Regions from separate parts of the Sus scrofa genome. Here region 1 is linked to region 2. Evidence: chromatin contacts called from public HiChIP or PLAC-seq data. All regions are on one chromosome and are shown on one strand. The core of a region is the stretch at or near the end of the contact, and the rest is flanking DNA. Distances in the headings are between cores, read along the strand shown.

Region 1 (4,529 bases), core at 1,897-4,396, 130 kb after region 2:
TGAGGACGTGATGATAAAGTCTCTTCCCCCACCCCCTCCCCGGGCTGTTTGTGCTCCATTTTCCCGGTGGAGGAGACCCAGCGTGGAAGTGTGCCACGCCTTCCGGACTGCTGGGCTGGGTGTTGAGGGAGTGGGGAGATGGGCCCTCTGCTGTGGGGAGAGTTGGACCTTGTGATCGTTCATCAGGCTGCATCTGTCTGTTTTGTCCACATCCAGAAAGCATCAGGACTCCAAAAAGGAAGAAGAGAAGAAGAAGCCCCACATAAAGAAACCCCTTAACGCGTTCATGTTGTATATGAAGGAAATGAGAGCGAAGGTCGTAGCTGAGTGCACGTTGAAAGAAAGTGCAGCCATCAACCAGATCCTGGGCCGAAGGGTGGGTGACCCCCGCTGGGGGAGGAGGGCGCACCGGGTGGGGGGCCCGTGTCCCCATCCCCATGGGTTGGGGAGTCCTTTCCCTTTAGCCCCAGTCTGACTCCTTCCATGGCCTTCGTGGAGTTGGGACCAGTAACTCAGCATTCGAATGACATTCGGGTTGGCTGCAGCCTGGCCTTCCCCACCTGCAGAGACAGCAAAGGACAGGGCAATCTGGGGGACAGGTCAGGTTCTGGCTGAGCCCCCGATAGTGCCAGGCCCCCGCAGACCATTGGCATCTATAGATGATACCATTTCTGATGGAAGCTCTGTCCATCCCCCGGCCACAGTGTGGTTTGTGACATTTCTCCCTGTCTCGCTCTCCCCCCACTGTGTCCCCTCCAGTGGCACGCACTGTCCAGAGAAGAGCAAGCGAAGTACTACGAGCTGGCCCGGAAGGAGCGACAGCTTCACATGCAGCTGTACCCCGGCTGGTCCGCACGGGATAACTATGTAGGTGGTTCCTTTCTCTCAGGACTAGACTCTATAACGGTGTGTTGGGTGTGCATCTGGCCCAAGGACACCACCTGCCAGTTTGAATCAGGCCTCAGTACCTTCAGTCTGCCGCTCCCAGGACTGTTGGCATCTTACCGAGTGGCGGATTGGAGGATTTTGCCTTGGCCTTGTGTGTGGCCGCATCAGCGTGCGATACTTCTCCAAGGAGGAGGGGTGGCTGGTGTCCTGGTGTTCCAGCTCAGGGGATGTAGGGGGTCAGCTTGGGGCTGTCCACACCTTCTTGCCCATGTCTTTGAAGAGATGGGGCTCTAAGGATACAGCAGTGGTCCATGGGGTATTTTTGTGCTTCTCAGCAGCAGTGCATGGGGTGGCCTTGCAGAAAAGACCAGTAGGCGAGGAGGGAGAGAGTTTACTTCCTCACAGGTGTCCTAGCAGGGCCTTCACTCATAAGGGGAAAATGAAACAGTTGCCTTAGCCTCTGGTGCCGTAGAAATTGGAAGCCTGGTTCATCTTGAGAGGGGCATGATGGGAATATCCCTGAAAGTAGCCAGTGGAAGTCATCCCTTAGCAGGATGGATGCAGTGACTCAGGGGCCCAGCCAGGGGTCTGTGGTGGCTGCAGGATTTGCCTCATTTCCCCTCCTGGGTTTTAGAACATACCTTAGGCTTGTGCTTTACACTCATCACAGTGATTGTGACACTCAAGAGCCTTCTACTCCCATTAACTAACTACTGTCCTCTGTCACTTCTCACTGTTCTTTCTTATTCTGTATTTTGCCCAGTAGCTCAAGCTTGGGCTCACTTTCCGCTCTAAATGGATGAAATGTCTTTTATTTTGCCCCTTACTGTATTACATGGCATTTAGTTTCATGAAGCGATTTTTACTATCCGCTCTTTGGTTAAAAAACAAAACCTGTCTTAATGCCAGTAGCAGTCTTCTCCTCCCATTTCTTATTGGCAGCATGGAGCTGTGGATGGTTCTTCTACCCATCAGTGCTCCCTGACCTAGCTCTCCCCTGGTCATTCATCCTCGGTGTATGTGGGTTGAGAACCATCCAGTTATCTCCAATTGTGAATTTCTGGTGCCCACAGCATTGCGAGGATGCGGGGTTAAATCAGACATATGCACTCTCTCAGAACTTACCAGCCATCAGGAAGTCACAAACATCTGGCTGAATGTGCGGGTCCTGAGTGAAGGCTGTTTTCTGCTTGCTCTGACGAGCTTTTTCAAGTTTCATCACTCTCTAGTCTCCTACTGTGAACATGTGGGGCTCCTCTGCTCTTTGCATGTGGATGGGAAGGATGGGGTACAGAAATGGTTGGGTGTGACACCCATGTCTCTGTCACTGCTGCCCCCACCTTCCCGAAGGTCCTCTCGCCCTTCGCTGGCCGCACTAGACGGTATTCCTCTGGGAGTTGAAGCAGGAATTAGTGCTTGTACTTCTTAGTGGCACGTTTGTTCCGCTCAGCCCTTGTCACTCACAGATGGTCGTGCACAGGGTCTTAACTGCTTGGGACCTCTCCATTTGTCCCCAGCAGGTGTTCAGTGGAGAAGCCTTTCTTCTGGAGCTGAAAGGAAGAGGATAAGAAAGTTAATGCTCTCCCACAGGCTTGCTGCTCACCCCCGCCTGACCTCGAGGTGGAGATTGCCAGCAGCAGGCAGGCTCTGCAGCCTCCACACATATAGCCACCTCATTTCAGGACAGATCCTCTCTTGGTTTCGGGTCAGAAGTTCTTAGAGTTCATCTCCAGCTCCTTCCTGCTACAGACCCAATTCTTTGAGTAATCTAGAGTTGTACCACAGAGAGGAATTCAGCTACTCTATAGGTATCACATCCCCAGGAGACATTTTGGGTCATAGTGGGGCCTTCATGTATAGCTGTGCAGGGCGTGCACTGCACAACTTTAGGGTGTGCCATTTACACTATGGTCTGTGTGCGTGGTGCCCCCTGGAGTTGTGCAGGGTGAGATCTCCACAAAGGTACAAGGCCGACTTTGTGAAAGCTTCAAAAGAATCCTGCCATGGACTTTCCTGGAGTCAGACAGGGTATTGCCCGAGGCTTTTTGTGAAGTGCTTTCTAGGTTTCAGAAGGTCATGAGACACGTAAAACGACTTTAGTTCAGTTTTATATTTGGACGAGGTTTGGTGTAATAGGGGAACCCCTGATAAGACTTGAGAAAGTTTAGAGGTAGCTCTGGATTTGGGGCTATAGGAGCTTTACTAGCTGTAGAGTCCACGATCTGTGGCTCACTACATATGGGTGTGAACACACACAGCCCTTCCTCCCTTCCTCTTTCCGTCCTGCCACCTCCCTCCTCCCTCCCTCCCCTAGGAACTGAACAGTCTGTGGAGCAAGAATCAGAGTTAAAACTTGTATGGATTTGATTGTGGTAGAGACTAGTTAGTTGGGGGTTTTGGGGTTCGTTTTTTAAACTGACTTGACAAGGATGCTTCTGTAAATTACTTTGGGTATTGTAAAGTGCAGAGGGGTCTTCTGGGAAGCTTTCTGAGCTAACCATCTTATGCTGCTTTCACCACATTCCTACTTTTCTAGCCCAGTGGTGACAGAAGCCTTTATAACACTATCTTAGCGAAGTAGAATTGAGTGAAACAGTCACATTTGGGTTGTCAGACTTGGTACGTTCTGGAACAGAAGAGAAAACATTTTGGTCCCATAGTGATCACTAACCCATGGCCTTGAAATTCAACGTTATTTCCTTTCTGGCCCTTCCAACTTAGGTAAAGGAGATAAATCCCAGGCCATGTTGCCTATCTGGAGGGTTTCCCCGCACCTCACCACCAGAGTTGAGGGCTTTTCTCTCATTACATTCAAAGAGCTAATGGGATGGCCAGCTCCCTTGAACTGCATCTCTCTCTTCTCTAGATAGTGTGTATTTTCTTCCATTCTCTTCCGCTTAAAACACATTCCCAGTCCTCTAGAATCTTTAGTCTAAATGATCATTTTCTCAGTCATGAACCTCTCAGTTGTCAATTATTTTTATCAGTGTATCCTAAATCCTTCCCAGGGGTAGTGGAATTTTCAGCTGCCTCTCAGAATATATTGCGGGGGACTGGACGCGGCTGAGCACAGCATTCGAAATGACTGGGAAGCCCTTGGCTGGGGGGCGGGGGGGGGCTGCCTGGAACCGACATGTTTCTGTGCGCAGTTGAAGCTTTATTTCAGCTTCTAAAGAAGCTGACACTGGACCCTCCTGCCTCTTCGAGGATGGCCGGGTGGCACTCTGCTTCTGACGCAGGAGTGGCACAGACACGAGGATGGGCCATGGGGGCTCGTGCAAAAGCACAGGAACTTCTTGGTTTCCTTTCTTCCTTTCTTAAACTGGATGCCAAGGAACATGAAATGTTTCAAAGGGTAACACTGAACCGAAGACCCAGACAGATGTCCCAAGTGGCACAGCCCGCAGGTCTGAGAGGCTTTCTCTAGAACTGCTGACTCTCAGTCTTTAGGTGGACCTGAAACCGTGTGGCATCTCTGCCTTGGGGGGGCTCCTCACAGGGCCTTATGGATTCTCAAGTTTTCACCCAGTGGCTGTTGCTGTCTCTTCTTGAGTCAGTGTCAACATACCATGAGAACTTTTAGCAAAGGTTAATATTTAGATGTTCTGACACAAATAGACGCGTCGGAACACAGGTTCCTC
Region 2 (4,101 bases), core at 1,379-3,878:
TAGCCGGCCACAGACCCAGCCACCCCCTGCAGGCTTTATCCTGAGTCCTTCGTGAGACTTGCTGGCATGGACAGCCGGGTGTCTGTTCCTTTCAGTGTACACTTCCTGAACACCTAGCATGCCCAGCTGCCATGCTGGGAGCAGGAGAGAGAGGGGAGCAGCACGTGACCTTGGGAGGCAGCCATGAGAACCAGGAAGTGCAGGGAAGTTATTATGCGTGATGATGGAAATCTGAGCTGCGTCCAGATGTGACCCAGGAGCGAGAGTGGGTTTCTGGGGCTAGTGGGACAGTGCACATGAAGCCCGGAATGGGGTTCCCCCTGTGACCGGAGCACCTTTGAAGACGTCCCCGTGAGGATCCGGGAGAAACTGTGTCTTTGGTTTATAAGACAGGCTCCCTGGGTTTAGGGGCCCGTGAGTCCTTTTGGGGAAGTGGGGCAGTGGCTTGACCCCAGCAAACGTAACTGACCCACCGAGTTACCAGCCAACTTAAATGTCACCAAATGTGGCGGCCCCTTTCACCTTTTATGTCCTACCTAAGTTATGGCTCTCAGCTAGTTTACTGGAAAATATATTTTCTCAAAAATTTTTTTTTTCTTGAGGAGCCAAATGATGTGTTAGAAAATGTAAAGGAACAAGAAGGAATTGTCCATAATCCCACCATCTAGAGAAAAGCATTGCTAAACGGTGGTTGATTTTTCTTTTTCAAAGCAGTAAATAGATGAGTGTTCTGAATATATTGATTCCCCCCCCCCCTTCGGGTGTGCATGTGGTCACGTGGGCAGCCAAGCTTTTTTTCAGGTGAATTTCATCCAGGCTTGACACCTGCCCCTTCTCAAAAAGTAAACCCCTATCTTATTTGTCTGGTGGTTTCACTGTGGATGGCACTAAGGGAGGCAAGCTGACGTTATGTTAAAGACTTGACAAGCCAGCACCCATCTGTTGGTTTCTTTGCTCTAACCTCTGAGCTGGTGATGGGCTGAAATGTCACCTTTGCCCTTCTTTAAAAGCAGGAGAAATGGGGGGTGAGTGGCTGGATGCCTCTGAAAATACTGGGAAGTGCTGTTGGCCGTAGGGTAAGCTTTTTAGAAGTTGGTACATGCAGTGTGTTGTTTTAACTAATGAATCTTCTGGGCCTGAAGATAATGAGGTCAGAGGGCAGCGAGGCCACCTTAGCACTCACTTGAGGGTCCACAACACCCAGAACGTGCCTGGCCTACTTTGCGGGTGGTGGGGGAAGATGGGGCTGGAATGCTTTTTTGATTGATAGCAGGGATTGGAAGATAGATGGAGTGGCCTCCTGGCTGATGGGGAGCCAACTGAGAAGAAGGTAGTGGGCGCCTCAGAGAAGCAAACAGAACAGCTTCCCCCTACCTTTACCGCCTCACTGGGTGCGGGTCCATCTGCATCCAGTGCTTTGTGCTCCTTTTTCCTGAGTGGAAATGCAAGCATTCTGTGCAGCCCAGCTCCCCTCTTAACCTCCCCTCCCAACCCCCTGCCCTCATCCTCCTCTCCCCACTCCCCTTCCCCTCCCCACCCCTTGCCCCGGCTTGGCTTTACCTGATGCGAGTGTGCTTTGCTCAGACTCTGCAAATAGCAAGTTCCCAGTGACAGTGTGGCAACTGGATGCAGAGGCCGGTGCAGTCCTGTAATAATATAGCTTGTGTTTTTAGAATATTTGATGTTATATTTTACAGTCTAAGTGCTTTTCAGATACCTTTCTATTGTCTTTATTTTATAGATATATTAAATAACCAGGGCTTGTTTGGGGAGCCAGGAGAGGGTTGTGGGGTTAGAGGGAAGGGAACGGGTCTTGACTGACTCCTGAAGCTGCCGAGCAGCCAGCAACCTCAGTAATGGTTTAGGGGAAACTTTGCATCCACCTGAAGAGGGAGGGGGATGAGGGGAAATTATTTGACAATACCTGGGGATCAAGGGAGCCAGAATCTCTGTCCACTGTCACCCAGCAAGTTGGGTGAGAGCTGGGACCTTAGGCCCCGTGATCTTTCTCTTCTGTCTTCCACACCTAACGTCATGCCTGGTTCCGGCATCAATACGTATTTGTCGAATGTTAAATGAGGCTTAAAGAGACCGTTCAGGCTTGGCACAGGGGCACCGAGAGGCAAACATGTTTCCTGCCCTCATAACCTTCACTTCCAAATCCTGTCACCTCGAGCTGGTTGCCTAGGCTCTTCCAGCTCAGTTTCCTGAAAACTTCTCTAAAAAAATAGGTAAAGGACTAGCAGAGGGCATTTCTGGGTAAGAACTCCACTCTTGGATGATTTCTGCTGCTTATTGCTTTCTTTGCATTTTTCCTGCTACACAGCGCCTTCTTTATTTTCACCTCCTAGAACATAAATGTCTGATGACACACTGTAGTGTTGGGTAATAACAACAATGGAAAAAGCATTCCTGACGTTAGTGCCAAAGTCCCCGCATGTGACCAGCATCAACTTAATAACAACAACGGTGGTTGGAGAGCTGGCATTTATTTCTCCAGCACCTACCGTACGGTCTTGGGGTGGCAGCATCTCTGATGGAAGGAGCTGTTGGCTGTATAAACTGCACTCCCCACATGTGTTTGTTCTGGGCGTTTGGTATCTCACTTGGCTTGTTTACAGCCTGGACATTTGCTCTGGCCATCCTCAGAGGACATGGTCAGTGCAGGAGGAAACCCACGCTGGTCTTTGGACCGGACTGGGGCTTGGCGATGGTCCCCAAACAGGGTGCCAATGGCTCATGCTTGTTTTTCTGCCTGACGGTAGTGAGCCCGAGGTACAGGGAGGACTTCCCTTTTCCCAACTGGCTAACCCCTTCTTTAGGCAATTTCTATTCTTTTTTTTTTTTTACTTTTTATTTTTATCTTTTGTCTTTTTAGGGCCTCATGCGCGACATATGAAAGTTCCCAGGCTAGGGTTTGAATCAGAGCTGCTTCCGCGATGTACACCACAGCTCATGGCAATGCTGGATCCTTAACCCACTGAGCGAGGCCAGGGATTGAACCTGTGTCCTCATGGATACTAGTCAGGTTCATTACCACTGAGCCACAGTGGGAACTCTTAGGCAATGTTTTTAGCAGGCAAGGTTTTAAATCTTATTGACATTTCCGAAGAAAGGTAGAGGAGGGGGAAAAAAAATCAAGACGTGTCTGGGAGAAAAGTGGCAGGTTTTTGTTTTTTGAGATTTTTTTTTCTTTGTCATTTTTCTTTCGTGTGCACATTGTAAAACCTCTTTCAGATGATGATTTCGTGTGGTTTCTTGGTAGCCCTGGAGCAGCTGCTGCTGGGTCTGACCTAGTGCATCTCAACCCCTGGTTCTGTGGGCCACCTGTGCCTTGTGTGTCTGCTGTTTGCAGAGCATGAAAGAGAAGAGTCAGAATTCTGCTGGGGTTGCAGACATTTTAAGAAATCTCTTTAAGTGTGAGGACCAGTTGGAGGGAAGAAATACAGTGGCTTAGAACACCAGGCCTGCAGCTGAGCTTTGGTGTACCTGGTTGGAGAGCAGACGTGGGGGAGACCAAGCGTAGTAATAGGAAAATTCCACTTGACCAGAAGGCTAGGAATGAATGAATGGGAGGATGGGGTGGGAGTAATCCGGAGAGGCGAGGCTGGTTAACTAGGAATGTTTTCGGTCACTTTGTTTTACTTCGGGCCAAGTGTTCATTTCCCTTTAATCATTGAATCATAAACAGGGATTTACTTTTTCGGATGATTTAGAATCGTGCAATGGCTCCAGGAGTTTTATTCTGACGGTGCCAATCATGTTAATAGCAATATCATAGCTAGCTAATAATATAATAGCATTTACTAAGCCCACACCATATGCGAGGCATCGTGCCAAGCCTGTGAACTCTGAGAGGTGGCTGTTGGGTGTATTCCCATTTTACAGATGAGGAAGCCAATGCTCACAGAGATGAAAGCCTTTGCCCAAGCCCACCCTACTTCTCGATGGTTCGTTTTGCTATCTTCTCTGTCTCTCTCTTTTTTTTTTTTTTTTTTGTCTTTTTGCCTTTTCTAGCGCTGCTCCCGTGGCATATGGAGGTTGCCAGGCTAGGGGCCTAATTGGAGCTGTAGCCACTGGCCTACGCCAGAGCCACAGCAG

The links. HiChIP or PLAC-seq counts read pairs in DNA pulled down with a chosen protein or histone mark.
Region 1: an H3K27ac HiChIP or PLAC-seq map of alveolar macrophages shows a contact between it and region 2. The contact joins two enhancer-like sites. A contact is called at or near these places in 1 of 47 Hi-C or Micro-C datasets (liver) and 1 of 2 datasets of contacts at active chromatin or transcription factors (alveolar macrophages).

What each region holds. Positions count from the first base shown.
Region 1 is chr14:123,531,690-123,536,218 of Sscrofa11.1, forward strand. It overlaps TCF7L2 (transcription factor 7-like 2), which reads left to right. Exons shown (of 17, transcript XM_005657478.3): 11 at 217-376; 12 at 760-867. Among named protein-coding and RNA genes, the nearest start is that of TCF7L2, 190 kb to the left of the region's middle. Within about 2 kb of position 3,147, at least 2 of the 83 cell types and tissues checked have an H3K27ac peak or open chromatin away from gene starts, as enhancers often do. A contact at or near this core is called in alveolar macrophages, where this site is marked.
Region 2 is chr14:123,403,718-123,407,818 of Sscrofa11.1, forward strand. All of the region lies in intron 4 of TCF7L2 (transcription factor 7-like 2), which reads left to right. Among named protein-coding and RNA genes, the nearest start is that of TCF7L2, 62 kb to the left of the region's middle. Within about 2 kb of position 2,629, at least 8 of the 83 cell types and tissues checked have an H3K27ac peak or open chromatin away from gene starts, as enhancers often do. A contact at or near this core is called in alveolar macrophages, where this site is marked.